Linked DNA regions of Triticum aestivum: region 1 is linked to region 2. A link is a contact called in public Hi-C data. All regions are on one chromosome and are shown on one strand. The core of a region is the stretch at or near the end of the contact, and the rest is flanking DNA. Distances in the headings are between cores, read along the strand shown. Region 1 holds the start of LOC123157184 (uridine kinase-like protein 2, chloroplastic). Region 2 holds the start of LOC123160160 (triacylglycerol lipase 2).

Region 1 (4,778 bases), core at 1,690-4,189, 440 kb after region 2:
ATCAAATGACAACTCATGTCTATGGTTAGGAAACATAACCATCTTTGATTAATGAGCTAGTCAAGTAGAGGCATACTAGTGACATTAAGTTTTTCTATGTATTCACACATGTATTATGTTTCCGGTTAATACAATTCTAGCATGAATAATAAACATTTATCATGATATAAGGAAATAAATAATAACTTTATTATTGCCTCTAGGGCATATTTCCTTCATGGAGTCCTAGTAGGACTCCCCCCTTGGCGCGCCTCCCCCTTGGCCGGCCTCCTCCTCCCTCCTCCTTTATATACGGGGGCAGGGGGCACCCCAAAGGAGAACAGACAATCTCTTAGCCGTGTGCGGTGCCCCCCTCCACATTCTAACACCTCGGTCATATCGTCGTAGTGCTTAGGCGAAGCCCTGCGCCGGTAACATCATCAACACCGTCGCCATGTCATCGTGCTGACGGAACTCACCCTCGTCCTCAATTGGATCAAGAGCTCGAGGGACGTCATCGTGATGAACGTGTGCTGAACACGGAGGTGCCGTATGTTCGGTACTTGAATTGGTTGGATCGTGAAGACGTTCGACTACATCAACCACGTTACTAAACGCTTCCGCTTTCGGTCTACGAGGGTACGTGGACACACTCTCCCGTCTCGTTGCTATGCATCTCCTAGATAGATCTTGCGTGATCATAGGAATTTTTTTTTTGAATTACTATGTTCCCCAATATACATCAATCGCGTTAATAAACGCTTCCGTTTATGATCTATGAGGGTACATAGACACACTCTCCCCTCTCGTTGCTATGCATCTCCATGAATAGATCTTGCGTGTGCGTAGATTTTTTTTTTTATTTTCCATGCAACGTTCATTTATCTCTTGTAAGATCATGCATTACCCCTCCCCTCGGTGCACCTTGTGTTGGTTCTTGATGACTCTCACAGTGAGATGCTATATATCCTCACTTTATTTACAACCAAGTCCATGTTCAAAGGGCATTTGCCCCGTTCAGTTTAGTCTCCCCCACTGCATGCAGTATCCATGCTGGTGTCGTCTTGTATGCATTTGCACTTGGCGGTCTGGTCATGTGGTGCTTCCCTAGGAGCTGATGTAGCTCATTTAAATAACGCTCAATGAACAAGTGCAGTGTCAGGGGGCCTTGGATTTCATGCTTGTTAATGGCTTTCTGTCGCACCCACCAGATCACTTAAAGAGTTGGAAGGGCAGAGATGAACTTGTCTTTGCTTAGTGTGTTGCATAGGCCATGCAACGGAAGTTTCAGGTCCGGTGTCTCGTGACTGCATACTAGGAGCAACGAGTCATCATCATCATCTCGGAGTGACCACACGCTCTTAGACATGTTAAAGTCAAGAAGTGTGTGTCTCCAAGTGTCGGTTGCAGCCTGGCAGATTAGGCAAACAACTTCCTTCGTCATTCAAGTGTGGGAGGTTTGGTCAACTTAACTTTCCTACCAGGCCTTGGCCTACAGGCTGCAAGCGCAAGCTCCCCCCCCCCCCCCCCCCCCCCCCCTCCCCATGGGCTGGGACTATGGGATACTGTGGGCTGGCCCATTGCCTGATCTCAACTGGTTTATTATCGCCCGCCTGTACGCACAGGATGTGCATTAGCCGGGTCCATGCCCCGTTTTGAGCTAGCTTTACATTTTTTTTTATTTCACAGAGTCAAGAAAAGTTAATGATTTTAATAAAATATCAATGAATTTATTAAAAAAATAGAAAATCTCACAAATTACAAAGATAATCCGCATTTTCAAGTTTTCACTAAAATTTAATAAATGTATTATTGAAATTCGAAAATGTTTCTGCAATATAAAAATCCATGATTTTTTTATAAAACATTTATGTTTTTAAAAAATAAAATAGAAAACACATAGAAAGGAAAAAAAGAGGGAGTAGGAAAAGATGTATGGAGAACAGGAAAAAAAAGGGAAAAAATTGAGCGAAGGAGAAACAAAAGAAATGAGCAAAAACAGTAAAAAAAAGAAAGAAAAAAAGGCATCCGCACTGGACCGACCAATAATAGGGCAGCTTCGCCTTTCCGAGACCAAGTTGCAGAACATGATTCCCCTTAAATTTATATCTAAAAAAAGATAGCCCTCAATTCAATGTTTGCAGAATAGGATTCGCCATGTGTTACATACAGCTGGCAAAAAATATTCTTCTAAAAAAATGTGATTTTTTTTGTAGTGCTGCCCCTTGAAAAAGAGGACATGTAGTCCTACATTTTTAATCACTCTGGCATTGACTCAGACGAGCACGACAGAGCCAGCAGCCTAAACTTATTCGTCTGGTTACGCGTATACGCACTTTCCCGGCTTGATAAGTTAAAGCGACCCCTCTCCCCTCCTCTCGTCCATATAGTTTTCGTTTTTTCGCAGAGTATACGTACTTTTTAAACGGGGTCGGTCAGATCCGCGCCCAACTGGGCACCTCGTGACGCCGCACCTTCGCGTCATACTCATACTCCTCGTTTCTTTTTTGCCATGGTCCTATCCACAGTGTCGTGTCAGCAGTCCCCAAAAAAAGGCGAGTCGTTGTTTACTGGCTGGAACAGTAATGCTCCACGAACCACCACGATACTGTACTGCAACGCAACAAATGGGTAGAGACAAGTGCGTCGATCACACCGAGGGAGGCAAACGAAGGCAGAAGCAGCGTTTTACGGGTCGGTCAAACGTGCATCGAGCGGTGCAGCTTGCGAGCCTCCAATGAAAGCACACGCACAAACTTTTGTGGAGTAGAAATGGAAACCAGGGAAATAGTAGTAGTAAATGGAAGGAGAGCAAAATCGGAGCACCGAACAGGACCAGCAATCCGCTTTATTTTCCCCTGCTAAGCAACAGGAGAGGAGGACCAGCAGCTGCGAGGCGCAGAAAAAACAGAATCTACCCCACATATTCCCCGGCGCGTCACGGAGAAATATGATATGCCCCTCCTCTTCCGCCCGCCACAACCTCCGTGCACCGCTTCTTGGTGCGCCGTCCAGAGACCCGGCCCGCCTCCGCGTCCACGGAGTCCAGCCGCCTCACGGCGGGGTGCACGCGAAGCCGGCTCCACGCAGCGTCCTCCTTTCGCCACCACCACGTCCCCGTCCTCCCTCCCCCACCCAAAACCCGCCTCATCCCCGTGTCAAAACCTCCGAGCTCGCCACAGCGATCGCCAGCTCGCCTCGCCCACGCCCACGCCCGCGACCGCGGAGCTGACCCATGGAGGACGTCCTGGACTCGGCGGTGGGGGCCCACTTCAGCGGCCTCCGCCGCGACTCGCGCCGCCTCTCCTCCTCCCTCCCCTCCTCGCCCTCCTCCGCCACCTGCAACGGCGCGGCCGACGCCTCCGCGGCCGCGCCCAGCGGGCTCGCGTCCCCCACGCCCAGGCAGCCGTTCGTCATCGGTACCCCTCCGCGGCTCTCTCCTGCAGTTTCTCCGTCTTGGTTCTGTTTTCAGTTTTTTTCTTCTTCTTCCTTTTGGTTCGTTTTCAAAGGGGTGTGCGGCGGAACGGCGTCGGGGAAGACGACGGTGTGCGACATGATCATCCAGCAGCTCCACGACCACCGCGTCCTGCTCGTCAGCCAGGTCAGCTGCTGCTCGTTGCCCGTCGGATTGTGCTTATTTTCTGCTCTGCCTTTTTTATCTCCTCCGTTGGTGCTGCTCTGCGATGTCCATATGCTCGTGTAGTGCCTGTTACGTTTGTTCAGTTTTAGAGATCAGTGGGTGGAGTTGGAATCCTGTACTCTACTCTGATGATGGCGCACATTAATTACTACACTAAATGATTCCAACTGTTCTATTGGTGCTTTTGTTCGGGGAATTGGATCGATCCGTTATTACTCAAACTATCCGTTATTACATCGCTTCCAAGACGCATCCATTTTTCTGTTGAATTAAATCTGATCCAACTATTAAAACACATCATGGTACACACCACCAATTGCAGAAACCTTATTTCCAAGCATCCCAGGAGCAAGTATAACTAAGCTTTGGTTGCAACTTTGCAGGATTCGTTCTACCGCGGTTTAACTGAGGAGGAATCTGAACATGTGGAAGAGTACAACTTTGATCACCCTGGTACTTGATGTGACGAAAATCTATGCCTTCTTTTTACCACGGGGTTTGAATCCACTTTACTTTTTACATAAGGATAAGATTTTATTTTCTTGCTTGCAGATGCATTTGATACTGATCAGCTTCTGGAGTGCATGGGAAAGCTAAAGAGTGGACAGTCTGTTAATATTCCTATATATGATTTCAAGAATCATCGACGATGCTCTGAGAGCTTTAGAAAGGTGATAACTGACTGCATAATCAACCATTTATGTGAAAGTGATAATGCCTTTGTGAATGTAGTTATTGGTGAGTAAATTTGTATACAAATGTTTTCTGTAGAATATCTGGATGAGATGAAAACTGATAACCTGCAAAAAAAAAGATGAAAATTGATGACATGAAAGGCATGAATCTAAGAAATTATTGTTTTACTACCTCAATTTAAGTAAAATCTACAATTTACGAAGGTGCTAATGATCTGCTGTATGACCATGTCCCTAGCTCTTCTATTGTTAATCTGTAGAAGAACACGAGAGCTTGTGTTAAACAATGATGTCTAGTGTTGTTGGTGCTCTGTTTGATGCCTTTTCTTAATTCAAGCCAAATCAAATGGTTATGATTGTTAACTAGGTCCATAATTCCTCTTATGAATAGATCATCGGCTTTTTTGTTAGGTCAATGTATCAGATGTCATCATTCTGGAGGGCATTTTGGTTTTTCATGATCA
Region 2 (5,400 bases), core at 357-2,856:
CTTGTCCACCGTCCTGCCCTCCGAGAAGGCCGCCAGCGCCACCAGCGTCCCCTGCATACACACGTACATAAGTGCCAGAAGCAGCATGGTCGACCACGAGCAACGGAGGAGGAATGGGCCGAGACTGAGAAAGCTCTGAACGGCTTGTTTACTTACCATGGAGTGGCCGAGGAAGTGCGGCTTCTGCCCGGTGTGGCTGCAGACGTAGTCAACCAAGCTCGGCATGTCGTTCACCACCAGGTCGTCCCAGGACCAGTCCCAGTACCTCTGCCCACGATAGGTGCAACGTTAATTAATCAGGACAACTAATTTAATTGGCCAGGGTATCCATCCATCCTTGACTACTGTAGTAGGAGTAGGTACCCGGGAGTAGGAGTCGAGGGAGACGTGGCGGCTGCTCCACCTGGTGCCCCTGTTGTTGACCACCCACACGTCGAAGCCGCTGTCCGCGAGGATGTACGCCAACGATTCCTCCGGCGAGCTCAGCAGCCATGTCATGCCGTCCTGCATGCATGCATGCATACCCCGGCGCCGTTATTTTTGTGTCACACCCAAAGTCCCAAACGTGCAGACTCAAGGGGCAAATTTAACAGATTTGACCTATAGACGAAATCAAATCACAGAATGAACTGTCCGTGAAACTATTTCACGCGGCTGACCCGTGGCGCCTAGCTCTCAGGCGCTGCACTAGTGCAACGCCCGGGAGCTAGGCGCTGCACTAGTGCAACGCCCAAGAGCTAGGCGCTACACTGTATAGTGTGGTGCCTAGCTCTCAGGCGCTGCACACTGACTTAGTAATTTTCTGAACACATGGGTGCGATGCTGGCCGTGTAGCGCCTATCTCTAAGGCGTTGCACAGTGTAGTGTGGCGCCGTCGTGTCGGGCGTCACACAAAAAGGTCAGCCGCGTGAAATAGTTTCACAGATAGTTCATTCTATGATTTGATTTCGCCTATAGATTAAATTTGTCAAATTTACCGACTCAAGGGCACGCATGACGGCACCGATCACATCCTTTTAAGTTTGTGCCACACGACGCGGCATCCGCTTGCGTTCATGACGCCATCCATCATGAAACAGTGTTTGGCGTCATGCATGCCCCGATGATCCTAACTTATGGGAGGAAGTCTACGGGGCTATACGCGTACCGTGAGAACGCCATGCTGCAGAAGCACCGGCTGCCCCGCGCCGCCGCCGCTGGCGCGCCGCCCCCTCGGTATCCTTTGCAGGCTCAGGATGTACCCGTCCACCGTCGTCACCTACACTCCAATCAACAGGTCGATAAATCAACGGCGGGTCATCTTCTAACACGACGGGAACATCTGATCGATCTGTGTCAAGATCAGTCCGAACCGTGTGCTCTTCGCAGGGGTAGCCGAAGGGGGCCACGGCCAGCGCGCACGCGCCCACGCCCGCGGGAACACTGTCGCGCCGCCTGGTCGCGAGGTGGCCGGCCGGGACGCGGGCCTCGGCGGCGGCGGCGGCGCAGAGGATGATCAGCACGATGACCGCCGCAGGGCCCATGCTTGCTGCCCGTGCGCGCGGCGGGGCGTCCACCACTCCACTAGCTAGCTACCTCTGTGGTCTGTGCCTTGGTGGTGGCGGTGGTGCGCGGATAGTGCTGATCGAGTGCGCGCGATCGAGGGGGTATTTAAAGTGCGAGCAAGGTGGCGCGGATGGAGGCGACCGAGGTTAGTGCAGGGCGAGTGATCCGGCCGGCGAGGTGGGCTGCGCCTGGCGTGTGAACGGATGGGCCGGCCGGTGAGCGGGACGAGATTCCTGCATGGTTTCCTCTTGCTTTCTTCGACTCGACACCTTTAACTGGTTGGCTCAGCTCGGCCCTGGGGATGAGCACCGGCCATGCTGCCTTGCTTGCACGGCTGCACGTCCGCTTATTTAGCATACGTGCGTTTCCACAAGCTATTTGGTCTTGCTAAATTCTAGCAAGTGTGTAACTGCAGTGCTGTACCGGGCTCTCCGAAGGTAACTGATCGACAGTCTGAAATGGTGAAACGGGATCGACATATGTCCCAGTCAAGTAACCCTAGCTACTACATGGGTGCACTTCCTGTACTGTTGTGGATAGATGATTAAGGAGCGAAAATTTAATATGGGTCATACTACCATATAGTACTATTATCTCAGCGGTTGGTTTTCCTCGAGATGCACAATCATGCATGTATATGACCAAGTATTCAGCTCGGCCACTCATTTCTGCATAGTGGCAAACTAGTTTGTCTGATGTCATTTATGAGGCCCAGCTAACTCGGCCCAGTACGGTCTTTGCTACGTGAGATTTCTTGGACCGGCATATGGAGCACCTGGTCCGGCCTATCTCCTTCCGAAGTGGGCCCACTGGACAAGCAACGATGCGGGCAACTGTATTTATTTACAGCCTTATCCTCTCCCGGGTCAATCTGGATCCCCATTGCGCAAGGTCTTTCGCTGCCATGTCCGCTTCTTCTTCCTCCGCTGCCGGGCACCGAGCTGACCCCATGCGGGAAAAAGCCAGGTGATCGGTACTACTGGTGCATCCTTTGGAGTGTGAGTTCCTGAATCTCAAACTCAGATCTGGTCCTTCATCTTTACGTTAGTGCAGTTCTTGATTTTTTGTTCTTCTATTTTTCAGTCTCGTCAGTGTGGGCTTTCCGAGTGGCAAGAGATTTATCCTGCTATGCTGGATTCCGTTAGATCTTGGTCTTTGCCGCGCCCACCATCCCCAGCTTCTCCTGGGCTGCTAGCCTGCAACACCGGAGCTCGCGTCAGGAAGGAGTCCCAGAGTTCATCGGTTGTTCTGTTTCGAATGGATGCCAGCATGTCACCCCGGCCAAGGCCAGCACCATTGTTGATTTCTCCAGGATTGCGCTGCTCATGCTCGCCACTATCTTGATGCTCTTTGTGTTCTTGCTTGGCATGTCTGTCCGGACACTGGCAGTCGTGTATTTCAAGTGAGAGGCGCCATTGGTGTCATGCTTTTGGGTCGAAAGTCGAGTTAGTAGTACCGCTAATGTTTGTTGTGTGTGTGTTTAGTTACTAGTCTCAATTAGATTCAGATCCGTCAGACCAGACATGTGGTACTGCAAATGTCTTGGTTTGAATATGTGTTAACTGGTGTTGGCCTGAAAATGTACCCTGTTGTTATGCGCAAATCAGCTTAAAATGTGTATCCATGTGTTATGTAATCGCCGTGATTTATTTTTTACTTTTCAATGAGATCGCCCAACTGTTTCTGACGCTCGTTTTTCACTGCAACAGAGCAGCATGCCATGCGTTCACCCAGAGAGCCTGCGCACTATCAGCCATCAGTCGGGAAAGGCCAGCCATAACTGCACCGCGCAAAACAGGAGAACGGGGTAATTCTAAAAAAACAAAAAACAAAAAAAACAGGAGGGGGGATGCTTCGAGATGATAAAACCAGGGAGGAGCAACGTATTTTCGTTTTTTCCCGCCCTATGGGCCTTTTAAGGCTGCCAAGAAAAATTCTGGACCATGGTCCAGGACCTATCTTTGTACAAGTACCGGTGGTCCAACTCCGTCAGCTTCGTGAGTTTCTGGCCGGGGGCCGACTCACGTGTCCCCCGTATTCACACAGTAGCTCTGCATCATACGGTGGCCCCCATGCCAATTCCTCTATTTTCTCACGATCGCACATAGAGCATTGAATGCGCCAAACCTGCGTGATAGATGCCATCCAACGGCTTAGATAGTGCTACTATATGGTAGTATGACCCATATCGCTGCTCTCAGGAAGGAGTAGTCTCACTTCTTTCTTCGATGTCGACGTGCCTTTGTAGAGTGACACCTGTAATAGGTCGCAACAAAACGTCGAGTGAATCATCTCCATGCCGCTGCGTGTTCAAATGCTTAGTACCTGGTCCACACACTGAGATGCAGTATAAAAGCTAGAGGTCTCCAAGTGTCATAATGAGTCAAACAATGCAATACATCGTGTCATCGCGGGAGCGGTGTACTCTATGTTTCGCATTATTTTCGTACTCCCCCGAATCCATTGTAGCACTAAAGCATCGACAATTAATAGTATGGATCAAAAGAAATAACCAATTTGACTGACTTGCTTTCGGATGTCCATGTATATATGTGTTGTAGCAGAAGGATATTGCGCAAAACACACACTGACACACACACACACACACATGGCTAGTGGGGCATACAATGGTGGAGCAATTCCCTTCTTTTTGTTGCCACAACATACAGCAATCATAATGTTATATATACTCCTGTGCCTGCCACCAAACTTTAGCTCGAATTGTAGGCATGCATGGTCAATAGTTACATTTTGATTGGGAAGAGTTGTGTCTTGTATATATTAACTGGCGAATGCCCCACGGGGTAAAAACACTGGAGTAGCTGCATGAACAATAAGGAAAAATATTTTTCAAATATGTTTTTTTAATATCATAAAGTGAAACAAAAATAGTAATTAACATTGCGCCACTTGGTGTTGTCGGGAGTGTTTTTTTTTCATAAACTTAGGCACACCGGATGTATTAGTACCACCCTTAGCTTCCACTTGCATTGGCATATTTCTTGTGGGATTCACTACCAAAAAAAATAAAGCATGACAAATAACTAATAGCGAATCAATCTATAAAGTTGAAGAGTGGCATGAAATGAAGGAGTTGAGATGTGCCACACAAGACCCACATGCATGTGTGCATTATCTACAACTAGAAGGGTTGAACGATGATTCGTTGTGCCATTGGTATTGTTGGGATTTCATAAATTTTGTTTGTTACTTCGTTTGGCGCATGGGGAAGATGGTGTGTGCTTTCTTTTTTATAATGCAGTGTTTTGATGGGCTGTCTTGGCAGTGTGATTCTGTGTTATCCAATAATTAACTCATATTTATGTGAGTTTCTTGGTTGATGGCAACATGTATTATATTGGTGCTACAATGTCACATATTGGCGTTTGTTTTCTCTAGGTGGTGAGAGAATATGCGGGACTGATGTGTTTTCTAGGTTGGTGGCTGCCGATGAGTTTGAGAAATTGTTAAGTATGCGCCCATGGTAACGGTGTTTATGGTCAGTTCTATACCAGACCCAAAAAGTTGATAATGTTGTCTGCTAAACCAACATAACTTTGTAATCTTTTGCATTCTCTTCTCATACCACTAGCTTTCTATATCGTCAATTATTACCATGGCAATTTGTGTTCCATTTGTGTGTTATAAATGTTTCTGCAAAAAAAAATTATTCACGAAAATTACCATGGCAATTGTGTGTTCCATCCTCGCCATCTGTTAGAGTCGTTGCATCTCAAGCAGTAGCCTGATACATGATTAGATGTAAAAATATATATCAGAATACACAGTGTGATTGTGGGAATGTGGATTCTAGGTACATGTATTGTTCGAAGCAAACTTTAAAGCTGGTAGTTG

The links. Hi-C and Micro-C count contacts between places; a contact is called where the count stands out from the background.
Region 1: a contact with region 2 is called in a Hi-C map of leaf, with 4 times the contacts expected there. The contact joins the promoter of LOC123157184 here to the promoter of LOC123160160 in region 2. A contact is called at or near these places in 2 of 5 Hi-C or Micro-C datasets (both in leaf).

What each region holds. Positions count from the first base shown.
Region 1 is chr7B:226,121,457-226,126,234 of IWGSC CS RefSeq v2.1, forward strand. It overlaps LOC123157184 (uridine kinase-like protein 2, chloroplastic), which reads left to right and starts at 2,940. Exons shown (of 14, transcript XM_044575439.1): 1 at 2,940-3,398; 2 at 3,489-3,580; 3 at 4,003-4,072; 4 at 4,172-4,290; 5 at 4,726-4,778. The coding sequence starts at 3,215.
Region 2 is chr7B:225,685,807-225,691,206 of IWGSC CS RefSeq v2.1, forward strand. LOC123160160 (triacylglycerol lipase 2) reads right to left here and starts at 1,607. Exons shown (of 8, transcript XM_044577971.1): 1 at 1,353-1,607; 2 at 1,148-1,258; 3 at 364-504; 4 at 157-267; 5 at 1-51. The coding sequence starts at 1,523. LOC123159247 (a long non-coding RNA gene) reads left to right here and starts at 2,383. Exons shown (of 2, transcript XR_006479582.1): 1 at 2,383-2,543; 2 at 2,629-3,232.